Linked DNA regions of Canis lupus: region 1 is linked to region 2. The links are chromatin contacts, called in public Hi-C maps. All regions are on one chromosome and are shown on one strand. The core of a region is the stretch at or near the end of the contact, and the rest is flanking DNA. Distances in the headings are between cores, read along the strand shown. Region 1 has its middle 13 kb from the start of ANKDD1A. Region 2 holds the start of PLEKHO2 (pleckstrin homology domain-containing family O member 2).

What was found. A called contact is a pair of places that touch in the nucleus more often than the background predicts.
Region 1: a Hi-C map of blood shows a contact between it and region 2, with 5 times the contacts expected there. The contact joins the enhancer-like site here to the promoter of PLEKHO2 in region 2. A contact is called at or near these places in 5 of 9 Hi-C or Micro-C datasets (amygdala and blood).

What each region holds. Positions count from the first base shown.
Region 1 is chr30:29,714,826-29,721,314 of UU_Cfam_GSD_1.0, forward strand. No RefSeq gene overlaps it. Among named protein-coding and RNA genes, the nearest start is that of ANKDD1A, 13 kb to the right of the region's middle. Within about 2 kb of position 3,671, at least 12 of the 20 cell types and tissues checked have an H3K27ac peak or open chromatin away from gene starts, as enhancers often do. A contact at or near this core is called in blood, where this site is marked.
Region 2 is chr30:29,663,434-29,670,141 of UU_Cfam_GSD_1.0, forward strand. PLEKHO2 (pleckstrin homology domain-containing family O member 2) reads left to right here and starts at 1,342. Exons shown (of 5, transcript XM_038580711.1): 1 at 1,342-1,498. The coding sequence starts at 1,487.

The DNA of each region.
Region 1 (6,489 bases), core at 2,421-4,920, 54 kb after region 2:
AACAATCCCGGAACAGATGAGTGCCCACTCGGTCTCCCTGGGTGCCTCTGGGCAAGCCTTTGGGCCCCTGCCTGGGTAAGGAGTGGCTGGATGCTGCTGGCTGAGGCTCTGGGATTGGAGAAAAAGCTCTGTGGAGCCAAGGAGGGTTGGGAAGGCAAAGCTGAAGGCCTGTGCTCAGAGCTGCCACTGTACCTGTGGTTCCCAGAGCAGATTCCTGCCTCTCCCCATGGCTGTGATGTTGAGACCAGTAGGACTGTCCTTGGCAAAGGCCTTACTATTTGGTTTCTTGAACAAGGTACCGCTCTGTGAAATCTCCTACCTCATGAATCAGCTCTTTGAGGGAACATCTGGCCCCTCTCCTGGGCCTCTGAGGAATGTTTCCTTTAGGGAAGCCTGAATTCACCCTGCATGGAGCTCCAGAATTGTAGCTTTGGGTTGTGTTCTAGGCATCCCTTGGCCAAGCCTTGTGTTCTCAGGGATTGGCCTGTGCAGGGCCCACTTGACCCCAGGGTGCCCCTTGCTAGGCTCTTGGGCTCCCTCTCCCACAGGTGCCTGGGGTACTGGGTCTCCCTGAGATAGCACAGCCACCCCCTCAATAATCCTCAATGTCCTACAGAAGAGAAGACTCAAAACAAGGTAATGATCAGCCCTGCCCTCCAAATATAAAGTTGCACATTTTCTCTAAGGGGTTTGTCAACTGAAAGCTATTTCAATCCAAATACCAACAAGATTGCGGGGAGGGAGCCTCAGAAAATGATATTAATCTTCCTCTGGAAAAATAAACATTTGAAACTAGCAGGAACATTCTGAAAAGGGAAGGAACACACCACACAAAATCCAAAAATCTTAAAGTAAAAGACTGGTCATTTGAACACGTAAAAAAAAATTTTTTTAACCCAAATGGAGAAAATTATCAAAAAACAAAGCCAAAAGGCCACACGCTGGGAAAATAATGTGTAACAGAATGTCAGACAGAGAGCTAATTTCCTTAATATGCACATTTTAGAAGTCAATATGAAAAAGAGGTAACCAAATTTAAAAATGGGCAATTCACAAGGAAAGAAAAATTCTAGATGAACAGTAAATAAATGAATAGTTCTAGATGAACAGTAAATTACCTCCAGCATTTTGGAGGGCAATTTGGAAACAGTTACTATGGTAACGGTGGGCACAAATTCTTTGACACTTCTCCCATAAAGACAGGGGGTTGGTGATCCCTTCCTTTGAATTTGGGCCTGTCTTTAAATTCTCTGACCAATAAAATCTAGCAGAAGTGATACTATTTTAGTTCCCAGCACATCCCTTAACTTGACCAGCAGATTCTGCTTCCTGCCTCTTACCTAAACCTCCGTGACCTGCCATCACCATGCCATGAGAAGCCCAAACCACATAGGGAAACCCTGGAGGATATGACATCACTCGGAGAAAGAGGTCAAGAAGTGCTGAGGCCTTGTCATGTGAGTGATGAAGCCAGCTCGGCAGAGAAGCAAAGATAAACCATACAGCTGAGCCCTTCTGAATTCCTCACCTACAAAATTGTGAATAAAATAAAACAGTGGTTTTAAGCATTGAGTTTGGGGGTGATTTGTCGTACAGCAACAGATATCTAGAACAGCCATCCAAATTTAAAGTTACCGTTTGACCCAGCAATTTCACTTCAATATGAATCTAACCTACCAAAATGTTTGCACGATGTACAAAAACATCTGACCAAAGAAGTTCACTGCAGCAATGTTTGTAATAGATGGCACAAAACTAGAAACAATCAGTCTGTGCCTCATTAGGGGAAAAGCTAATATACCTAGTTCATGATATATATGGTACCTACTGAAAGCCTGAACCAAGAAAAGGTGCCATTTGCCGTCCTATAAGCCTAGAGTGACATAGAGCGGTTAAGAGCATGAATTCTGAAACTGTAAACCCTGGTTCCACCATCTGTGATCTGTGTGACTTTGGGAAAATTGTTTAACCTCTCTATCCTATCATTTCCTTATCAGTAAATTGAGGATGATAATCCTAGTACTTATTTCAGAGGGCTGTAGTGGGAAATAAATGTGTTAATATTATAAACCTGGCATGGATCTATGCAATATATACTTTAAGATGTGAAGAGCCTGAATTTAAATTGAGTTGGACCAGACTTTTAATATCCTTAAGGGACTGCAAAGCCAAGGCTCTGACAGATTGCCATCCTGAGACAGGCAGGGGAGATTTGACAAAGAGTTGAAGGCAGTGGTAGGAGAATGTTTTTAGAGAAATGGACACATGCTATGCTTCCTGTTCTGTTTCTTGCTATCTCTTAGACATACTTCCTACCTCAGCACTTACAGATCCATTCATTTCTTTCTTTCTTTCTTTTTTTTAAGATTCTATTTATTTATTCATGAGAGACACACACAGAGAGAGAGAGAGAGAGAGAGAGAGAGGCAGAGACACAGGCAGAGGGAGAAGCAGGCTCCATGCAGGGAGCCTGATGTGGGACTTGATCCCGGGTCTCCAGGATCACGCCCTGGACCAAAGGCAGGCGCTCAACCGCTGAGCCACCCAGGGATTCCCCCTTTCATTTATTTTTTAACAACTGTTCAGTATCGCCTTGTATGGTTTCATCTCAATTTATTTCACCATCCTCTAATTTTTTTCCCAGATTTATTGAGAAATAACTGACATACATTACTGTTTAAGTTTAAGGCATACAGCATGATGGTTTGATTTACATATATTACAAAATGATTACCAACCCCTACTGGTGGACTCTTGAGTTGTTTCCTACATTTACAGACAATTTTGCAGCAATTGTCCTTGCACATTTACTTTTGCCCTAGTACGGCTATTATTTCTGTGGTGTAGATTCTTCCAAATGGAGTTCAGGGTAAAGTATATGTACAATTAAAAAAAAAGATTGATAGTCAAATCGTTTCACTATCTGGTCCCATCCCCACTGCATTTGTTTTCACAATTCTACTGTCTCTTCGTATTTATTATTTTTTTTTAGATGGACTTTAGTATCATTTTGCAAAGTATTATCTGGCCTTGTTTTTGAATTGATACAGAGATGAATCAGCCACCATGTCTGTCTTGAAAAATTCAGTCTGGTAGAGATGAGGGGTGCAAAGTGGTATAGCGTTTGGGGCAGTAGCTGTAAAATAGTCACTCCATCAAGGCTAGAGCGCTGGCACAGAAGGCTGGACCCTGGGCTCTGGGAGCCCCCAGGAATGAGCAGCACTGGGGTCTGAGACAATCAGGGAGGTCTCCATCGAAGTTTCCTGCCTAGCCTTTGCACTGGCTACAGATCATTTTCTAGAACACTGACTCATTGAATTCTCACAGTAGCCCTTAGCATGCGGGAGTATTATTATCTCCACCTTCCAGATGAGGAAACTGAGGCCTGGAGAACAAAAGTCTTGCCCAGCTCCAGCCTCAAACTCTTAACTTCCCCTTTCCTCCCTTCGCTGGGCTTCTGCTCTCATGCCCCCAGCCCCAGCCCCTCCTGCCCCAACCCTGGGCAGCCAGAGCCCCGGGCTATGGGCCCTGCTTCTGGACAGAGGCTGGGAGGCAGACCCCACGGGTCCAGGTGGCACCCCGCCCCCTCCGCCCAGCTCTGCACCCGCGCAGCCTCGCCTCCCAGCCCACAGCTCCGGGTCAGCCCCGCCCTCCTCCAGCAAACACCTCCGGGAGATCAGGCCCTTGGAAGTTGGGAGTTGAGCACTTGCCCCGTGCTGCTGTGCATTAAATGCACGCTCCCCTGACGGGCACGCAGAGCCAACTGCCAGCTGTTCGGTGTGAATAGCGTTACTGTATCTGCGCTCGGGGGGGGGCAAGGCCTGAGGCTCTCGGGGGGGCCTTCGGCGAAGGGGAAGGTCAGGGGAGTGGGAACTCCGCCCGCAGTTCACTCCCCACCCCGGTCCTTACACCCCTGCAACTCTGCCCCCTTGCACCCCTTGCCCCCCGGGGGCCAAGTCCTTGCCTGGCGTTCAGCGATCTGCGCCGCCGTTCTGGGGAAAACCTCAGAAAACAGAGCAGCAGGAAGCCGGCGTGGGGGTCCAGCTCCGAGAGACTCGGAGCCCGCGGGAGGGACGCCGCTGCTCCGCGCGGAGCCGCCTCCGAGGCGGGCGGAGCCGGCCTAGCCCAGGTCAGGCCGCAGCTGCCGGGCCGCTCGCTCCGCGGGGTTGCCGTGCGCACACGGGAGGAAATTACGGTACTGGCCGCCCGCAGCTCTGGGCGGCTCTGGCGCCCCCGCGTGCCGGCCTCGAGAACTGCAGCTGGGCCGAGCGGAGCGGCTGCTGCGTGCCTCCCTCGCGTCTGGCTGCTTGCACTGTTTCCTGAGATTTTCCTCCCAAAACGCTTTCTTTCTGGGCGACAGAGAGAGAGCACCCTAGAGTCAGGGTGCCCCAGGGGACGCAGACCGAAGAGACATATTTGGCCTCACCTGGGGGTTGCAGCGCCAGGTGGACCACCCTACGTCACCTTGGTCTTCGGAAAAGGCACACCTGGATTCCACTCTCAACTCTCCTGTTCGCAGTGTCCCTGGGCGAGTCATTAACCTCTGCGCTTCACTTGCCTTCTCTGTAAAACGGAGCTCAGATTTACTAGTTCTTGCCCCACGGGGTTATCAAGATGATTCAGTAGGGATAGGTGGCAGGTAATAATTACCACCATAATGAGTCACTCATTGTGCGCCGCTGACTGCTCTAGGTATTTTGAAATGACCCTATAAAAAAGGATCATCCATAGGTGAAGACATTGAGATTTAGTGATTTGCCCAGAGTCACACAGCTAGAGAGTGGCAGAGCTGGGACTAGACTCAGGAAGACATGAGTAGCAAGTGTTGGGATGTGTAGATGGGGTCTAAGTTTTGACGTTTGGGGGGCGGGCTGAAAAATAAAACAGCCCTGCCTTCCTTTGTGTAGTTAATCAATGTTTTCTTCTTCTAATGAATTATTCATCCTGTCTTAGTACAATACTTTCCTGGGCAGGGAGTAAAGGACCATCCAGGCCTACTTCCTTGTGAACAGATGGGCAGAGACTTTTCCAGGGTCACAGAGTTGGGCACTGCAGAACAAACAAGGTTGGAGCTCACTCTTAGCCCTGTGCTAGGGCTGCTTCCATCTACCTTTCCCTTCTGGGTAAGCAACACTAAAACTACCCATTCCAGTAGTGGCACCTCTCCAGGGGCTGTCCACTGGCTACTCCTGACCCTACTTGGTCAGAACCCTCTGCCATTCCCATCTCCAGGCATTCCAGGCCTCTATCCCCTTGAAGGGCTGATGCTCCAAGCAGAGAGACCAGTTCAGCCTCTGGCTTCCAAGAGCTGGCACCTGACCAGTAAATATTTTGCCATTGTGTGTGTGTGTGTCTTTTTTCCTTTTGTTAGAATGGGGCTAACTGGGACATCTGGGTGGCTCAGTTGGTTAATCGTCTGCCTTGGGCTCAGGTCCTGATCCCAGGGGTGGGGTGTGAGGTGGGGGGGGAGTTCTGGGATAGAACCACATGTTGGGCTCCCTGCTGAGCAGGGAGTCTGTTTCTCCCTCTTCCACTGCCCCCTCCCCTGCTCACGTTCTCTCTCTCTCTCTTTCTCTAAAATGAAATGAAATGAAATGAAATAAAATAAAATAAAGAATGGGGCTAGTTAGCTGTGGTAGATACACTTGTGGTGAGCATAGCATAACTTTATAAACTGTCTAAACTTGTCCAATCATGATAATGTTCATCTGAAACTAATGTAACATTGTGTGTCAGCTATACTCAACTATACTCAAAAAAAGAAGAAAGAAAGAAAGAAAGAAAGAAAGAAAGAAAGAAAGAAAGAAAGAGAGAAAGAGAAAGGAACTAACATATAATGAGTGATTCCCAGTGTCATCTTTGAGTATATAAATCATGGCTATATTTTTCTTTGTATTTTAACCTTTTTTTTTTTTTTTTGGTAATGAACAAACATTACTTCATGAATAAGACAAGGAATAAAAGTTGTCTTAAAATTGTCTTAAGGCAAATGCCAATAATCATAAAGAAAATGAGCTAGAAATAAGAACAGATTGTTCTCAGGACAATAAAAAAGGAAAATGGCTTTTAAACATAGACAAGAGAACCAGCTTTGCTTGTAATGACAGAAACAAAAATTAAAACTACACTGAGTTACCATTTTTTACCTATCAGATTGGCAAAAATCCGAGTGTGACAGCATGTTCTGTTGGGAAAGCTATGAGGAAACAGGCACTCTCATACATTGCTGATGAAGTGCAAAATAGTACAGATTCTGTGGAAGGGATTTGGCAATCACTAGCAAAATCACATGTACATTTACCCTTTAACACAGCAACCCCACTTCTAAGAATAGATCCCATAGATGCACTGGTTAAAAAAAAAAAAAAAGCCAAATGATACATGCACAAGGCTGTTCATTGTAACTCTATTGTAATAGCTGAAGATTGGATATAGGACATGTGTCCATCAGCAGGGACTGGTCAACTAAGCCACACAATGAAGGACACG
Region 2 (6,708 bases), core at 92-2,591:
GGAATAAAACCTTGTGGTAGCTGCAAGAGGTTGCCACATACATTGACTTTCTCAGATCCCTAGGCTGGATTTTCCTCATCCTTTAAGATGAAGGAACCCAGGCCCAGGCATAAAGAAAAAGTATGCTCCTATCTTCCTCCCCCTTGGGCCAAGGCTACCCTTTTCCATATAGGGCTGTAAGTGGCTTGGGGACCTGAGGGCTAGTAGAAGGCAATGAAAGGGGAACTTGGCCAACTGTGCAGCTGCTGCTATAGCAGCCAGAGCCAAAGGAGGTCACCATTGATCCCACTTAGACTTCTTTCTGCTGAAGCAAGCTTGGGTAGAGTTGGCTAGGCGCGCAGAAGGAAGGGTTGGGGTGGGCAGGAATGGTGCTGGAGGCTGGGATGTAGCCACTTCCTGTCTCTGGGCCTCTGTTTCTCCAAGTGTAAAATGAAGGCGCACGGTGTAACACTCACCCCAGCAAGGCTGTTGAGGCTGGAGGATCACCGCTGGATGGGGGTGGGAGGTGGAGGGTGACCTTCCGATATAGGAACCAGGGAGAACAGCTCTGAGCAATGTCCAACGAGGGCAAGACAACACTGCATTTTGGGACCCCTTGAGAAGCAGCGGTAGACCGCCCCGCCCCCCGCAAGGGACCTCGGAAGTCCAGACTCCCAGCCCCAAGTCTTCCCGTTACCCGACTCTCGGGACCGGACGCGAGGTCCAGGCCCGGCCCTTCGAGGAGGTTCCTGGAAGAGGAGGACCAGGTCGTCGCCACTGCCCCGGCGTCGGGGAAGAAAGAGGAGGAGCCTCTCGGTGCCCCCGTCTCTGGGCCGCCCAGGACGGCGCGGGCTAGTCGGGCAACCTCAGCCCTCCAGGGTCTGCAAACCTCAAAGGCGCAAGCCGCCGGCGCCTCGGGCACTCGCCGGTCCTGCCGCACCCGGGCCCGCCCCCGGGCCCCGCCCGCGTCCCTCTCGTCCGCCTCTGGCCGGAAGCCCCCTCCCCCTCCCTCCGCCCTGTCCCCGCACCCTCTGTCTCCTCCCAGTCCCTCTCCCCGGGCGGGTCGGGGAAACCTCTCTCCGCCCCGTCCCTCCCCCTTCCTCCGTGCGGGCTCCTGGGTCCAGTCCCCAAACCCACGCCCGGCCCCGCCCCGGCCCCGCCCCCACAGGCCCCGCCCCCGCATCACACAGGCCCCGCCCCCGCATTCCCGCCAGGCCCCGCCCCTCGTTCCCCGCCCGGGCCCCGCCCACACACAGGCCCCGCCCCCTCGTTTCCCGCCCCGGCCCCGGGCCTCCCAGCGCCGCTACTCCCCTCCCCGGGCCCCGCCCCTTGGCCCCCGGAAGCCTCTCCCCGCCCCCAACCCCGCCCCCCCGAAGTTTCTTGGGCCCCCGGCGGCCCGCGGGACAGAGCGCAGAGAGCCGCCGCCCGGCTGCTGTGGATGGAGGTGGCGGAACCCGCGCGGCGCGGGGAGTGAGCGGCGGAGCGGCGGGGCTTGAGCGGACTCGCGATGGAGGAGGAGGTGAGGGCCGGGCCGGGCCGGGCCGGGCGGGGGTCCGGGGCTGGGGTCTTCGGGCCCCTCACTTTTGTTGAGGTCGCAGGCTCAGGCCCCTGTTCCCACCAGCCTCCCTCTCTCCGGACTCCGGACACCCACCCCCACCCCCACCCCCACCCCTCCCCGGGCAGAGCCTAGGCAGGAGGAGCAGGGGCCGGGGTAGGGTTCCGCGGCCCGCACTTCGCAGACCCAGCCTCCTCCGTTCTGTCTTTGGCTTCGCTCACCCACTGTGGGCATCGCGGTGGTTATTGTTCCCATTGGATTGACGGAGACACTGAGGCGCTGGTCAGTTAACGACTTGCTGGAAGTGGCTTGGGTTACTGGCCTCGAACCCGGTTACGGTTCACACCCCGTGCTGGCCAGGTCTGATCCTGGGGGGGTGGTCTGTTGGTTTTGGAGTCCCTGTCTCAAGATTCCTTGACCGTGTTCAGAAGTTGCCTTTCTCTCCCCTCTGTAAGTACCTGTGACCCTCTTTCCCCTGCTCTCTCCCTTGCCCCAGAGTCAGGCCCACATAGGGGCTGATCCAGGCCCGCGCCTTCCCCACGTCCTTGGGAGGGCCAACTCCCTGGAGCAGCTGGGAGACTGGAGCAGCAGTGAGGCCTCTTGATCTGTCCTCTTCCCCCTCAGGACCCTCTTAGTCTGGAGTAGGGTCAGGCACTCATGACCCCCTTACCCCTTCACTTGTAAACTCAGTTCTCCCAGCAGCCCCATCATAGAAGCACACAATGTGAGCACTTAATATATACCTGTGGAATGAATAAATTAGAGCCAGGACCTGCGGAGTCTCAAGGACTGCTTCTTGTCCCCTGAGGGGCTCTCAGCTTTTGCCCCTCCCAGCTCTAGGGAAGGGGATGTGTAGGCCGGGAAGGGTGGAGAGGAAAGATGAAGCTTTCACTCTTGGGGCAACCCTGGCCGGCTGGGGAGCCCTTGGTGGACCACATTGAATCTCCATCAGTTATACCTCCCCATTCCCCCGGGGCCACTGTTTGTCAGGGTTCCCTCTAGGCCAGGCCCTGCATTTCTGTGGGATGGTAGATAAGTCACTTCCCCTCTCAGCCTGCATTTCCTCTTCTATGAAATATAGGGCTTGGCCTCCTCTCCAGGTCTTGTGTGATTGTGTCCCCTTCCCTCAGAGTGGGTGGAAGTAGGGGGCAAAGTTAGGCCACTATGATTTGCTGTGGTTTCTTGCTGACAGGGGTGGGGCTGCCCTCCCCCATTCCAGGCCCCTGCTGAGGGTTGGACTGTCTGGTTGTGGCCCCTCCCCTTCTCCCAGAGGATGTGGGACAGGATTACTCCATCTCCTGATCTGTTCTGGCCCCCAATTAAGGGAAGTTCTCCTGGGGCCTCCTGGGCCGATGGTTTGTCTCGTGGTCAGCCCAGCCCAGCCCTGTACTCGCTCTGGTTCTGAGTTTCTAATATTGCCATTTACTGACTCCCAGATGCCAAGAGCTCCCCACATACCTGAGCCATCTAAGGTCTTGCTCACCTCCTCCCCTCATAGTCAGGGGCTCCCTATCTCCTACCTCCCCTTAGGCATTCCTAATTCTCTTCCTCCCATTTCTTCTAATCACTTCTTTTTTCTGTAAGTCTCAGTGCCCATCTTTGTTTCTCTAAACCACCTCTTAGATCATAGTCACCTGCTCTGCCCCATGACCTCAGGCTGGCCTCATCACCCTATTCCCACATAGCTGTTTTTACTCTCCCCCTAGCTTAGAGCTTCCTTCTGGTGCCCCAGCTACCCTGGTGCCAAGCCCCTTGAGCGTCAGTTGCCTCCTCTATGCAATAGCTTGGTAGTCCTCGTCAGTCTGAGGCTTACTGAAGAATTGTGGGTCTGGGCACTGGGCATTTGTGCCTTTGAGTTCTCAGGGCCTCAGTTTCCTCATCCATAAAATCAGAGAGGTGGGCAATCCACAAACGTGATGATACACATGCAAAAGTTTTTAAAACTGCAGATGTCGTGGGATATTGTTTTTGCCACTGGAGTAAGGTTGTAAAAGCCCAAACCAAGGCTTTCTTTCCTGTCTCTGCCCTGGGGTTCTCTCCTTGCCCCCCTTTCCCTCTCACAGTCATGACTTTCCTTGGCTCAGCCTCTAGTGGCTCCGGGCTGCCCATTTGCCCATATCCCTCTAGAGAGAGGCAGGGCAGTGTCCTGTCCCAGCCCTGGTTTTGTGACCTTGAGCTAATCTCTTGCCCTTTCTGGGCTATAGTTTTTCATTCGATAGTGAAGGGGTTGAGTATAGGGTCTTTGATACCTTTTGTGGCCTTCCTTTTCCTGTGGGTCACCCCAAGCCCTTACTACCAGGGAGCTAGGGCTGAGGTTTCCCTTTGGGTAGGTCCTGTGTTCCCCCCAAAAGGCTGGAGCCTGCACAGGCAAGGGATGCCCTCCCCACCTCCACACTGAGGACTTTTCTTGTGCAGGATCTATGCTGCCCCCCATCAGACTGGAAGTTGCTTCTGGGTAGAGAGTGTATGCTTCCTCTTTGTTTGCCCCATCCCAGCCTTTGACCCAGTGGGTTCTTAGCGGGGTCTGGTCAGTACATAATTGGGTTTAGTTAAAGGGCAAAGGTCCTAAGCTACCTGTGATGTGAGGTGCCAGCAAGGTCTCTTCTACTTGTCTCTATCTGTCTGTCATGGCCTGTCTTGTGGCTTTCCACCTGTTCCCTTCTGTGCAGAGGGTTAGGGTGACTGGCATCTTTTTCTTAAAGGAATGACCCAGAGATCCCCCCCACCTCAGACAAAGTGGAGCCTGGCTGGTATTCAGGGGTGCCTCAGAAGCTGCTCACAGTGGGCAGGGGAAGGTCTGAGTGAGGATGGGTAGGAAGAGAGAGGGTGAAACAGGAAGAGCAGTGGTCAGCTGGTCAATAAGAAGAGAGGAGGCTGAGAAACTGGGCTGAGCAAGACAAAACCTTCCCTGTGAGCCCTGCCAGGGGGAGGGACCACTTATTAAAACTTACTGGGGCATAGCCAGGCCCCCTGGTGGGAGTGTCTGAGGGGCAGAGAGAGGGCCAGGGTAGAGGGTGGCAGGCAAGCGGGATTCTGGTCTTCAGCCAGGCCTCCCTTTTGGGAGGCTGATTCCTGACAAGGAGACCTTGCCCTGGGCTTTGGTTCATGCTACCTCCAGCCCCTCGGTTGTCACTCCCCTCTATCCCCCAAGTGACTTCTTGTCTCAGTGCCGTCCTGTTGCCACCCATCCCTAAAGGCCTTGGACTTGCTTCTTTCGCTGACTCAGTCATAGTATTCACTGGGCGCCGCTCTGCTACACCCCATGAGAGGACAGTGGTTAAGGCACAAGCTTCCAGTCTTGCCCCTCGGGAACTTCCAGCTGACAGGAAGTTTTCACAGGTCAGACAGTGGGTAAAGCAGGCAGGGGAGGTCACAAAGGGAGGGAGTTCAGAAAGGGGTGTGAGATCCCATGGGGTGGTGGGTGGGCCCCTGCAAAGCAGGAGGCAAGTTTGGAGCTCAGCAGTGGGAAACCAGGCAGGAGCTTCATGGTCTGCAGTCTCTACTGCTTTGTTCCAGAGAGACTGAGAATCAGCAGACCTAGGAAGTGGCCAACAGCATTGTAGTTGCTGATGGAGGGGTGTGAAGTGTGGCATGGGGTTATACATCTCCCACTTCTTCCTCCTAGCACTGGGCGTGGGCCAGCCTGCAGGGTTCACTGAGGGGGATGAGGCCCCTGCTGGTCATTTAGCTAATGGGGGCTGAACACAGGGTCTCTGGTATTGTGAGTGGTACATGATAGGACGTGAGAGGGTTGAAGCGTGCTGAAGTCCCCTCTTTCTCTGGTCAGGGTGGCTCATAACTGGCCTGTAGACAAGTCTCCCACTTCTTCATTCTTCCATCCAGGAAGACCCTTTGGGACCATCTCACTTTGCCATTCCATCTGCCTTCTACAAGTTTCAGAGAGATGATGAGAGGCATGCCACATTCCTGGAGCTCCTGGGGTGACGAAGCCCAGCAGCTAAGCCCAGAAAGGATTTCTCCTGAATTCTGAACCAGGCCCAGGGAAAGGCTCCCTGATTGCCAGAGAGGATGCCAATGACAACAACAGTGATAATGATAGCTACCATTTCCTAAGTTTAGGGTATTCTAGGCACTGCTTTATATGCCATATTTTTATTCAACAAACATTTATTGAGCACCTACTGTATGCCAGATGCTATCAAGGCATTGGGGATATTGCAATAAACAAAAATCCTTGCCCTCGTGGAGTTAAAATCCTTGCAACTTCTGTTATATCTTCATTTCACAGATGAAGGAACTAAGGCTTAGAGAGGTTAAGTGGCTTGTCTCTGGTCTGTGTGACTGGGGCTTCAAAGCTGACTCAACCACCAGAGTGTGCAGTTCAGAGGGGTGGGGCCACAGTGAGAACCAGGCTGGGGCTCCCCTGCCATGATAGAGAGCAAGGAGGCAGTGCCCTGCCCAGCCCCCAACAGCTCACCACACTTCTGCCCGGGCTTGTCCTTCCAAGGGCAGCTGTGGCCACAGGGTATCCCTGGGGAGAGGCGTGCTCCTTTTAACTGGGGCCCCTTTTTTGAACTTTATGTAAATTATAAAGTAGTCAAAATTAGTCAGTGCTAATTTCCTTCTAGCATCCTCTAGATTTGACAGGCTCTTGACCTTCTCTCTTCTACCCTCCCCTTCACACTCACTGCTGTGGGCCCCAGTCACTGAAGCAAAGTGGTTAGCAAATTGGTGTATTTTTATTTTCCTTTCACAGATGTTTCTTGAACATCCATTATGTGTAAAGGAACAGTGCTAGGGGCTGGGGACAAGAGATAAATATGATCCCATCTGATAGGCATGTACCTGACACCCAGCAGATAAATTGAGGGCCACAAGATGTCAGTGGCTGGCCTGGAGGCTCCAGGGTGGCTGCCCATGTCCAAAAAGAGGGTTCAAGTTTATCTCCTGTACCAGCCTGAGGTTGAAGGCAGAGTCCTTGGAGCCCTTACTGGATGGATGGCCACCCCCCGAAACCCTGGCCTATAGTGGTGCTAAGAACATAGGGCCTCCTACTTTGGGCCAGGAAACGGGCTGCAGACAGGGTTCTCCTGAAGGGCAGGGGTGGAGAGACAGATTGCCACCACGTGCCTTCTTCCTCCCATCCTTCTGCTCCTGCCTGAATGTCCTCTCCCCTGGGATGCCTTCCTGGGCCACTCAGACCTGAGCCAGGT